2 separate regions of the Mus musculus genome follow, and region 2 is linked to region 1. The links are chromatin contacts, called in public promoter capture Hi-C maps. All regions are on one chromosome and are shown on one strand. Each heading gives the region's core, a stretch centred on a gene start, on an enhancer-like site or on the middle of the called end of the contact. The rest is flanking DNA. Distances are from core to core; before and after follow the strand shown.

What was found. Promoter capture Hi-C pulls out the DNA fragments that hold promoters and counts their contacts.
Region 2: a promoter capture Hi-C map of liver shows a contact between it and region 1, with 2.2 times the contacts expected there. The contact joins the promoter of Cfap70 here to the promoter of Dusp13 in region 1.

Annotation. Positions count from the first base shown.
Region 1 is chr14:21,738,960-21,744,205 of GRCm38.p6, forward strand. It overlaps Dusp13 (dual specificity phosphatase 13), which reads right to left and starts at 2,539. Exons shown (of 4, transcript NM_001374075.1): 1 at 2,071-2,539; 2 at 1,145-1,318. The coding sequence starts at 2,423.
Region 2 is chr14:20,450,723-20,455,747 of GRCm38.p6, forward strand. It overlaps Cfap70 (cilia and flagella associated protein 70), which reads right to left and starts at 1,503. Exons shown (of 29, transcript NM_029698.1): 1 at 1,480-1,503. Anxa7 (annexin A7) reads right to left here. Exons shown (of 13, transcript NM_001110794.1): 13 at 4,539-5,025.

The DNA.
Region 1 (5,246 bases), core at 1,289-3,788:
AAAATCACATATGTACTACATACATATGACACTAAAGCTGAAGCAAGATTATCTGGTGGAAGGAACCAAACTAGTGAGTGAGAAAGAGAAAAAAGGAGGGCATGTGGGGGGGTGGGGGTGGGCACAGCAGTACACGACTTGAATTCTAGCTCTGCAGGCAGAGGAAGGTGGGTCTCTGTAAGGTCAAGGCTAACCTAGTCTTCCTAGACAATTACAAGTTAGCTGCAGTGAGACCCAGTCTCAAATTTAAAAGAAATTGGGGGGGGGGGCGCTGGAGAGATGGCTCAGCATTTAAGAGCACTGACTGCTCTTCCAAAGGTCCTGAGTTCAAAGCCCAGCAACCACATGGTGGCTCACAACCATCTGTAATGAGATCTGATGCCCTCTTCTGAGGTGTCTGAAGACAGCTACAGTGTACTTACATATAATAAACAAATAAATCTTAAAAAAAAAAGAAAGAAAGAAAATGGGGGAGAGAATAGGGAGGTGAATAAGATCAAATACACAGTAAAGCTTGAAAAATCTGCTAAACCCATCCCAATATACAATGAATATACACCAATAGAAATGAGAGATGCATGGTAGCATACACTTAGAAGGCAGAAGCAGGAGGATCTTTATGAGTTTGAGGCCAGCCTATTCTACCTAGTGAGTTCCAGGACATCCAGTGGGACTGAGTCAATGAGGACGATGATGGTTTCAGGTAGGCTAGGTTCACAGCTCAATTTGCAGAGCGCCTGCCTAGTACGTGCAAAGCCCTGGGTGTGATCACCAGCATAAAACAGGCATGGTGGCAATGCACACTTGTAAAACCAGCTCTTTGGAGGTGAAGGCTGGAGGATCAGAAACTCAAGGTATCCTCAGCTACATAGGGAATTCGAGCCAACCAGGGGTACAAAAGAAAAGAAGAGAAGAGAGAGAGCTTTGTCTCTTGAAGTGTGGTTTATCCACTAAAACAGGTCACTTCTAGGATACAAGGAATTCTCTATTCCATGGCCTGAAAGATGAAACTGTATGTTTCCAAACAAACATGAGAAAGGCAAATGCAGGCAGCGGTGAGAAGCACTGTGGGCCATCTGGAGGAGGCTTATCCTGGTACTCCCACCCATCAGCCACCCTAAACCCCTACATGGGTCTTACTTACGCATCTCCCAAGAAAAGGTTGGGCCAGACCTCATTGATGTGGGTCAGTGTGGCAGTCCGACGGACCCACAGCAATCGCTGCAGAGAGGCCAGTGTGGGTGGCTGGTAGGGGGACACCTGGACTGCCCCATGAATCTTTGGCCTCCGAAGTTCCTGCTTCTGTAGCGAGTCCATTCTGGGAACAGAGTAAACAGGACAGTAGCTGGAACAGGCTCCCCAAGCGTGGGTCCAGTGGACAGGGAGACCTGTGTTGCAGTACCAGGAGCCAGTGGGATGCTGTGGGGGCCAGCCTCAGCTATGCTGAATGAGGCTATTACCCGGCTCAGCTGGCCTGGAACCTAGAACCTTTTCCCTGGGAACAAGGAGAACTAGAACTCTCTTGTCAATTCCATGGCGCTAAGCGTACCTTTCCTGAGGCAACGGATGTTAGAAATGTTGGTCTTAGGGACCGTGGGGAATCTCTGTAGGGCTAATCTGTGCAGACCGTACCCCTTTAGTCACTGGAAACCCCAGCTGGCGGAGGCTCTTGGAGAGGACCTAGGATGTCCCTCCAAAGCCAGGCAGCTCATCTGTAGCTCCCACCCTGGCTGTTTCTAAGGCTGATGCTAGAGGAGGTCAAAGCACTGTCCAGGGTTACAGTCCAGCCACAAGTGGGCATTAGTCAGCTTGTTCACACCAAGTGAGCTGGTGTCGCTCATAAGCAGGCTGTATCCCTTGTGCTGTGTTCCATGTTTCACACTGACACCAATGACAAATGACAAATGGCTAAAGACTACCCTGAGCTTGATATCCAGTGTGTGCCTTCAGTTCATTCCCCAAGCCTTCCAGTTGCCAGAGGGTGGTCACCAACTGATGTGTCTCCTCTAGGGAGCTGTCAGGGATGAGCTACACATCCACTTACAGGCCCCGGGCTTTTTTCCTCCTTACCCTTGTGGTTCAGGCCAGTACACCTGTACAGGCCTCACCCGGAAGGAGTGGGTTATGTCTGGAGTCATCTGGCTTAGTCCATCTGGGCCCTTGCAGAGCTGAGGTGTCAGAGGCACCAGAACCTGAGCCTGGTACCTTAGAGGGAAGGGGAACCTACCTTGGTCAACTACCCCTGGTCCCCTCAAAGAGTAACTCGAGTAGGTACAGACTGGGTAGAATGCCTTTTCCCTCTGGCAGGCACTGCCAAAACCAGAAAAAGAGATGGGCACCCAGGAGGCCACTGGCTTGGCCACACTCACCCAGCCAGTGGATGATGAGCTGGGTGGAAGAGAGGGCCGGCCTTTCTCCCTCATCCCCCTCTGTGACCTCTCTGGCAGGCTGAGTGGCCTGCCACCTACCTAGGGCATGGTCTGGGGCCAGGAATGGGGGACTAGGTGCAGGGGCAGGCTGAGTGGAACAGTCCTAAAGCAGGTTCCATCCAGAACACAAATGCTGTTATGCGCCTAGAATTCCAGGTCCATGCATGTGAGCCAATGGGGATGTGGGGCAAGATGAAGACAGACCTGAGCTGCGGGGACAGGAGCAGTGGCCTAACATCTCTCCCTGGTGTCTCTGCTATTGAAAACACTTGTCCTGAAGATGGGGACCACCTGAAGAGATGCCTAGGGAACAGACTCCCCTTAAAATTTGACAAGGATATATCCTGGGACCTAGGCAAGTTTTCATTCCTATCTGGGCCTTAGTTTCTTTTCTCTGCTCTCTGGTATTCTGCTGGCTGCAAGAGAAGGGAATGACGCTATATGAAGTAACACCAGGGAAAGGAATATTAGGGTGGAGGATCTCTGAATCCAGGGAAGTCCAATAGCCACTCTGGCCTGAGGCCACCAGCTAGACTCCTCCAGCTATGAGTGGAACTAGACAGGGATTTCGGGAAACCGTAGGCCCCTCACAGGCCTGCTCAATTTGGCATGGGGTAAGTCTGCCCTCTAGTGGCCAGTGGCTGCTAGGCAGCCCAACTGTGTCCCAGGAGCTCGGTGGTGGGGATTAGGGGATGTCCTTAACTTCCCTGGTCTAACTCAGACCTGTAGGAAAGATTTTTCTTAGACTTAGGGTTTCCTGGTCAGGTCCTACTTAGGGCTATATGTAGCCCAGCTATCTGCTCTGGTCCACTGAGGGTTCCTTTCACCTATCAGAGCCAGGCCCAGCAGCTCACTCAGTGAGCCATTCCTTAAGCTTTAGGCACCCCCCCCAAAAGAAAGCCCAGGGATTCTGCTACCCCCTGGTGTAGGGAGGGCCCAGCTATGTCAGAAGGAGCCATGGCTGAATGTCTTGTAGGATCAGGCCCCTGTTCACATTCATGATAGTCCTCCCGTGGCTCTCTAGTGCTACCTGGCTTCTACTTCCCTGAAACTTCAGCAGAGAAGTTGCTTCTGTCAACAGTGGCTTTCTTGCCCACACTGCCTCTGTATACAGAGCTACACATACTTACCTTTTGTTGGCACTAGTAGCATCTCTAGCTTGCTCTCTGTTGTCTGTCTTTCAGTTTGTCCCAGGATAGCCTTCTAGAATACCACCCTGCATACCTCGGGCCTTGCTCAGCAGCCTGGGACGTGGCAGCTGTTTGCCACCTACCTCTTTAGCTGTAACCTCAGAACACATTTCTCCTGGTCTCCTCTGCTGTTCCCTCTCTGTCTCCCCTCTTCTCTTAGGGAGCACAGACCAAGTGGGGCTAGCGTTCTCACAGAAGGACATCGAGGTGTCTGGGAAAGAGACTTTGGCAGGTAAATGCCAAGGGCAGACTGCAGTGGTCTCTGCCCAGCCTGCATCCCTGGAGGGAGACAGACCTGTGTGGGAGTCTGTGAGCCTGAGTCTTCACCAGGAGCTGCTGGGAGACTCTCATGACATCATAAGTGAGATGCACCTCCCAGAGGCCCTGCATCAGGGCAGGTGCCACATAAATGAGGCATCACGTTATGGACATTGCTCCAATCAGTCTCATCCTTTCGGGGCTCAGCCAAGACCTATAGAGGGTAGATTGCTATGGCCTGTGGAGTTTTCACCTGGATCTCTGTGTTTCGTAATTATATTCCCAGCTTGAGGAAGTACGTTACAGACCAGACAGAGCCCAGGACTCGTGTCTTCACGCTGAGTCCACCCTGTTCTCTCACGAAGCAGGCAGTATCAACATCCCCACTTTCCAGATGAGAAAAATCAAGCCTCAGAGAGATAAAAGCAGTTTGCCCAAGGTCACACGGTGGCGAGAGGCAGGGTTCTGTGCCTCTACCTCTGACCCATTTGGAGTCCCCCAACCCAGTCCTCACAGTTGCCCACACAAGCAGGCATAGATGCCCTGGGCCCCAGTACCCAGTATTCTCAGGGGTCTCTGCTTAGGGTCGTTCACCCACCTGTGGGGAGATCCTGACCGGGCTGTAGTCTTCTCCGACCCACAGCTTGTGCCGCTGGATTCTAGCCGCCTGGCTCCGCACACCTGATGCTGTTTCTATTTTTTTATTTGAGTTTAATTATAAAGCATGCTGTCGTCTCCCTTTTGCCTTTCCTTGCCACTCCCAACTTGTCCATTGGTCCCATGGCCTGGTCAGCCCTAGGCTCAGCCAGGTACTTCCTCCTTAAACCCAGGCTGTGCAACTGTACCCAGCAACCCCATGGCTGAGGCCCAAACCTATCCTCACCCTTTCTCCTTGTACATGTATCCTTAATGTTCAGGATACAGGAAGCTCAGAGGGTTGCCTGCGGTGTGTGGGATGAGTGTATTTGGGTAGCTGGGTGGGGAAAAGGAAAAGCAAGCAAACCACCTTAAAAATTCCCCTTAGAGCCTGAATGGTGGCGTACACCTTTAATCTCATCACTCAGGAGGCAGAGGCAGGGGCAGAGACAGGCAGACCTCTGAGTTCAAGGCCAGCCTGGTCTACATAGTGAGTTCTAGGCCAGCCAGATGTTTTAGACAGTCACAGTAAGACTTTGTCTAAAACACAATACAACAAAACAGAAAACCACCTCTCTAGGACTGGGTGGTGGTGTTCAATGGTAGTGCACTTATCTAGTGTGGTTGAGACCCTGAGTACCATTCCAGCTTGCCCCAAATACCTCCCAACCCCCAAATCCCTTGGCTTTCAGAGGTTACTCAAAACTAGGGCAGAGATAAAGAGCTGATGGGA
Region 2 (5,025 bases), core at 253-2,752, 1.3 Mb before region 1:
TACAAAGGGAGGAGGGATAAAGAAGGATAATGCAAGGGAAAAGAGACAAATACCACATCTTCCCTCCCCTAGGCAGCACCTAGGTTTAAACACACATTACAGGAAAGCAGATGTGGGACTGTTTGGGGTTGAGGGAGGGAAGGGAAGGGAAGAGAAAAGTCAGGCAAATGGGAGAAAGAATCTAAATTAAGTACAAGGACTGAGATATGTAGATCTGTCGTAGATTTGTTTTGTGTGTTTACTGAAAATAAATTTGAAATCTGAAGTAGAACATATCTCTGAGGACCTGTGCATCTGTGCATACTGTGTGCATCCATGTGGGACAGGTAATGCCTTCAGACTTCACAGTCACCATGCCATTTCCCAGTGACTCCCTCAGTCTTGCCCTTGCCTAAAAGCCTGACTTGTCACCCAAATGCTTCCAGGCCCTTTCAGGGCCTCAGTGGCACTGGCAATGTTCTTATCAAGTATGTATTAGGGATCTGTACCATATGAGCTAGCTCATCTGGGTTCCTTGTGCCAAACAAATACACCTTTGAGTCTAAGTGTTTTATTCTAATCCATTCCATTTCTGTCAAAATCATTTAAAACTGCATTAAGTTAGGGACAGGGACAGATGCTGAGGAGATATAAGCCCCCAAGTCTAGTGAGGAAGAGAGATATGTTGATAGACCAAGAGGTGTAAGCTTTGTGGCAGCCAGTCTGACAGATGACTGGGGAGTGGGGAGGGAACTAGCTTTCAATTATGCCTTGGCACACTCTAAAGCCTTCACATATGCCACACAGATAGAAAGAAGAGAGTGAGTTTCAGGCAAGTCTAGTCTGTGGTCTGGCTTAGGGTGCCTCCCTCCCTGCCCCAGCGTATGCATATAATCACTTTGGAACCCTCACATTCACTGTCTTATTCTCTTCTGATCATCTTTCTTAAAGCAGCTACCAAGGCTATTCATTCACTTTGAACATTTCATAGTCGATGAAGATTGTCTCCAACTCAGAAACAGTCGCCGTGGCTGTGAATTCAGCTCGTTCTCTGTCCGGGACATTGGTTTTGTTTACGAGGATGGCGCTGTGGTGGTTTACCTTGCAGTGCTAAGCAGATAAGAGCCTCACGCACGCGGTGCAGACACTTCACAGAACCAGATCCACAGTCCCAGCCGTGGAGACTGGCGACTTTCCTACTGAGTAACTGTGACCTTGCATGAATGCCCAACTATTGTTCTTGCCCTCAACAAGGCGTCCATTTCTAGTCACAGGCTCAGAGGCAGGACAGCTACCAATCGACTTGGGGATAGCATAGAGTAAGGAGATGGGACTGGATCCAGCTCTGGATGAAGCCGGATCTTGGGCACAGCTGGGCTGAGCGAGAACTTCAACCTGGTCTTAGCTGTAGGGAAAGAGCTCAGAATCCTAGAAAAAAAGATCTGGGGAGTGGGAGCAACAGCTTCACCTATAGCCCCTAAAAGGGAGTTACTGGCTTACCTGAGGCAGACGCTGGTTTTCTGTAACTATAGCAACCAGCTAGCTCTCGCGAGAACTTGTTTTTTCCCCACCTCAAAGAAGGAGGTTGCAAATTTGGCTTGTGCTCTGAAAACCACGCCCCTTGGGTGTTTCTCCTTTGCAAGTTTGGGTTAAAATGTAGCTTTCCACCTTTCAAATCTTTTTCCTTTACGATTAATTTCATTATCCACAAAAAATAGAATGATAAAATTAAAAGGAACTTTAAGGAAAGAAACCTTAGATGTCTCCAAAAAAAAAAAAAGTCTTTACTAAACAACTCCCATTTTAGCAGGGTGCCCTGGCCCTTGTCTCTAGTTCTAGCTACTTGGGAGTCCGAGGCAAAAAAGGATTGCTTAAGGATTGCTTGAGTGGGTGTTTGAGGCTATACTGGGCAATATAAAAATCGTCTGCCCTTGAAAAGTAAACTAGTAATTTAGATCTTTTCTCAAAATACCTGTACCTTAAATGCTGACTCTTGGATCTGTAGACGGTTCAGCAGTTAGGAGACCTTACACTCTTCCAGCGGGCCCAATCTCAACTCCCAGTACACAAGGGGCAACTCCAGCCCCAAGTGGTCCAGTGCCGCCTTCTGGTGTGAGTGTCAGTGCTTGCAAAGGGAAGAAACAAAAATAAATCTTAAAAAAAAAAAAAGTTGATTCTCAACTTGGTATGCATAGCAAGTTCCAGGCCAGATAGGGCCACATAGCCAAGTTCTTCCTGTGTTTGCAAAGCACACTCTACACCGCTAAGTTTGGCCCCCAGCAATGGCCATATCTAATAATATAATCAGAAGTATATGTACAAGGTCTAAGCAATTGCTATCAAAATCGTAACTGACAGGCTGGTGTGACAGGCCACAAGAGTGTGACGTGCTCTGGCAGAGGCCCAAGCCTGGTTCACAGCACCCACGCTGGGTGGCTCAGAAGTGACTCTAGTTCTAGGGGACCCCCAGGTCACCTGATGCCTCTAGTCTTCACGGCCACCTGCATCCATGTGCATATACCACACAAAGACACATATTCACACACATAATTCAAAACATAAGTCTTTAAAATAAACACTACTGACTTTGTCAGAAATTAAGAGGATTCACACTTCCCTATTTCATAATGTCCTATAGAAGGATTGGCCTATAAAGTATTAAGGAACAAGGACAGATAATACAGGCCAAAGGAAACGAATCAAGAGTGACAAGTACACACCTAACAATCCTGACCAACAGATTTGAACAAGATGGCCAAGACAACCCAAGGAGGTAAAGAGCACGCAGGTCGACCAAGTCCAGCTCGGTGAACCAATTCACTTATTCAGTCTTACTTGCAGGGACGCAGACAACTCAGGCGCTCGCTATGGAGCAGTGGGGATCTGAGATCAAGGCACAAGAGGGCATGTGAAGCTGAGCGCGTGTCCGCCATCCCTGCAAATTACATCAGGATGGGAAGTAGGGACTGGGGACTCTTGAAGATCAAGTCAGAGAGGTGGCATGCAGAGCAGTTGAGAAGGGACCATCTCAAAACAAGGTTGTGCTCTGACCTCTACACACTGTGGTATATATGGCACTTCATGAATGCATATGTAACAACGCTCACGTGAATGTATGTGTACGCACACACAAAACTGTGGTATGTAAATACATAACAAAATATTCAGTCTTTGAAGAAGGAAATCCTACCCACTTCCCTCCATTTACCACAATGCAGGTGAGCCAGGTGTGGTGATGCACACCTTCAGTCCCAGCACTGTGGAGGCGATAGCAGACAGAGCTGGAGGCTAGCTTGGTCTATACAACAAGTTTCAGGCCAGTCAGGGCTCCAATGTAATACCCTGTCTCAAAACAGACAAGCACAAGAACAAAGGAACAATACTAAAATGCAGATGAACCACGAACTTGAGGAACTAAATACGCTAGGCATTTATAGTGCGAGTATATAGACTCGTATTAACAAAATAGGACTCGTATTAACAGAGCAATGATGGTTGCTGGGACAAAGCTCATAAAAATGGGAGTTGTTCAAGAGAACAAACTTTCAACTCTTAAGTTCTAGAGAAGTGGCCACTACAATTTACAACAATGTAGCACCCCACACTTGAAACATGAACTGTAGATAGACCCTAAGTTTACTCCCTGTCTGTCTCTCTCAAATATGTGACAGTTTAAACTTGATTGTGAAAAACATTACACAAGTTTAGTTCTATCAAAGACTATACTGTGTACTTAAATATAAGCAAATTTAAAATTTGTCATTTACATGTCAGTTAAGCCCCAGGGCTGGACATGGCAGTATATGCCTATGCCTGGCACTTGAAAGGCTTAAGACAGGAAGATTCCAAATTCAAAGCCAGCTACTAACTCTGAAACAAGACTATCTTTAAAAAACAAAATACACAGGGCTGGAGAGATGGCTCAGTGGTTAAGAGCACTGACTGCTCTTCCAGAGGACCTGAGTTCAATTCCCAGCAACCACGCGATGGCTCATATGGTGCTTCATAATCATCTATAATGAGAGCTGATGTCCTCTTCTTGTGTGTCTGAAGACAGCTACAGTGTACTCATATAAATATAATAAATCTTTAAAAAACAACCACCACCAAAATACACAACCGAGGAGCTGGAAAGCTGGCATTGTGATTAAGATCACTGCTTGATCTTCCAGAGGACCTAGGTTCAAGTTCCAGTACTCACATGGCAGCTCACAACCATCTCTATCTCTATTTTGAGGATATCTAATGCCCTCTTCTGGATTCTTCGGGCACCAGGCATGCATGGTACACAGACATACATATAGGCAAAAGATTATATCCATAAAAATAAGTTTGTTTTTAAAAAAAACATACATGGGGGCTGGTGAGATGGCTCAGTGGGTAAGAGCACCCAACTGCTCTTCTGAAGGTCCAGAGTTCAAATCCCAGCAACCACATGGTGGCTTACAACCATCTGTAACAAGATCTGACGCCCTCTTCTGGAGTGTCTGAAGACAGCTACGGTGTACTTACATATAATAAATAAATAAATCTTTAAAAAAAAAAACATACAAATTACTCTAGGTCAAAAGAGCTGTGGTTTTTAAGAAGTGTACAATTTTATTGTTTCTGTAAAGTCACAGGACCAAACTTACTGTTTAAACATTTATCTTAAAATTAAAGCTCTACTCTAATAAACTAAACACAGAGGACCTGGGTTCAGATACCAGCACTCACACAATAGTTCACAAGCATCTGTAGCTTCCATTTTAGGGTTTCCAACACCCTCTCCCAGTCTCTGTGAGAAAAATAGGCATGCAAGTGGCTGGGTGCATGTACATGTTTGCACGTAAACACTCGTGCACATAAAATCTGTTTTTACAAGATAGAAAACAGAGGCTTTTATAAGTGATTTTCCCTGTGACAATTAAATGTAGAATGGTGCTTGCTTTTGCCCTTATCCATGGGAATTGGGTAGAGACACAGAAGTAATCAGGTTACTCATGGGCCTGGGCCGTGGATGGGGAGGAAGAGGAAGAGGAGAAGGCAGTTTCCTGTGCTTCCAGT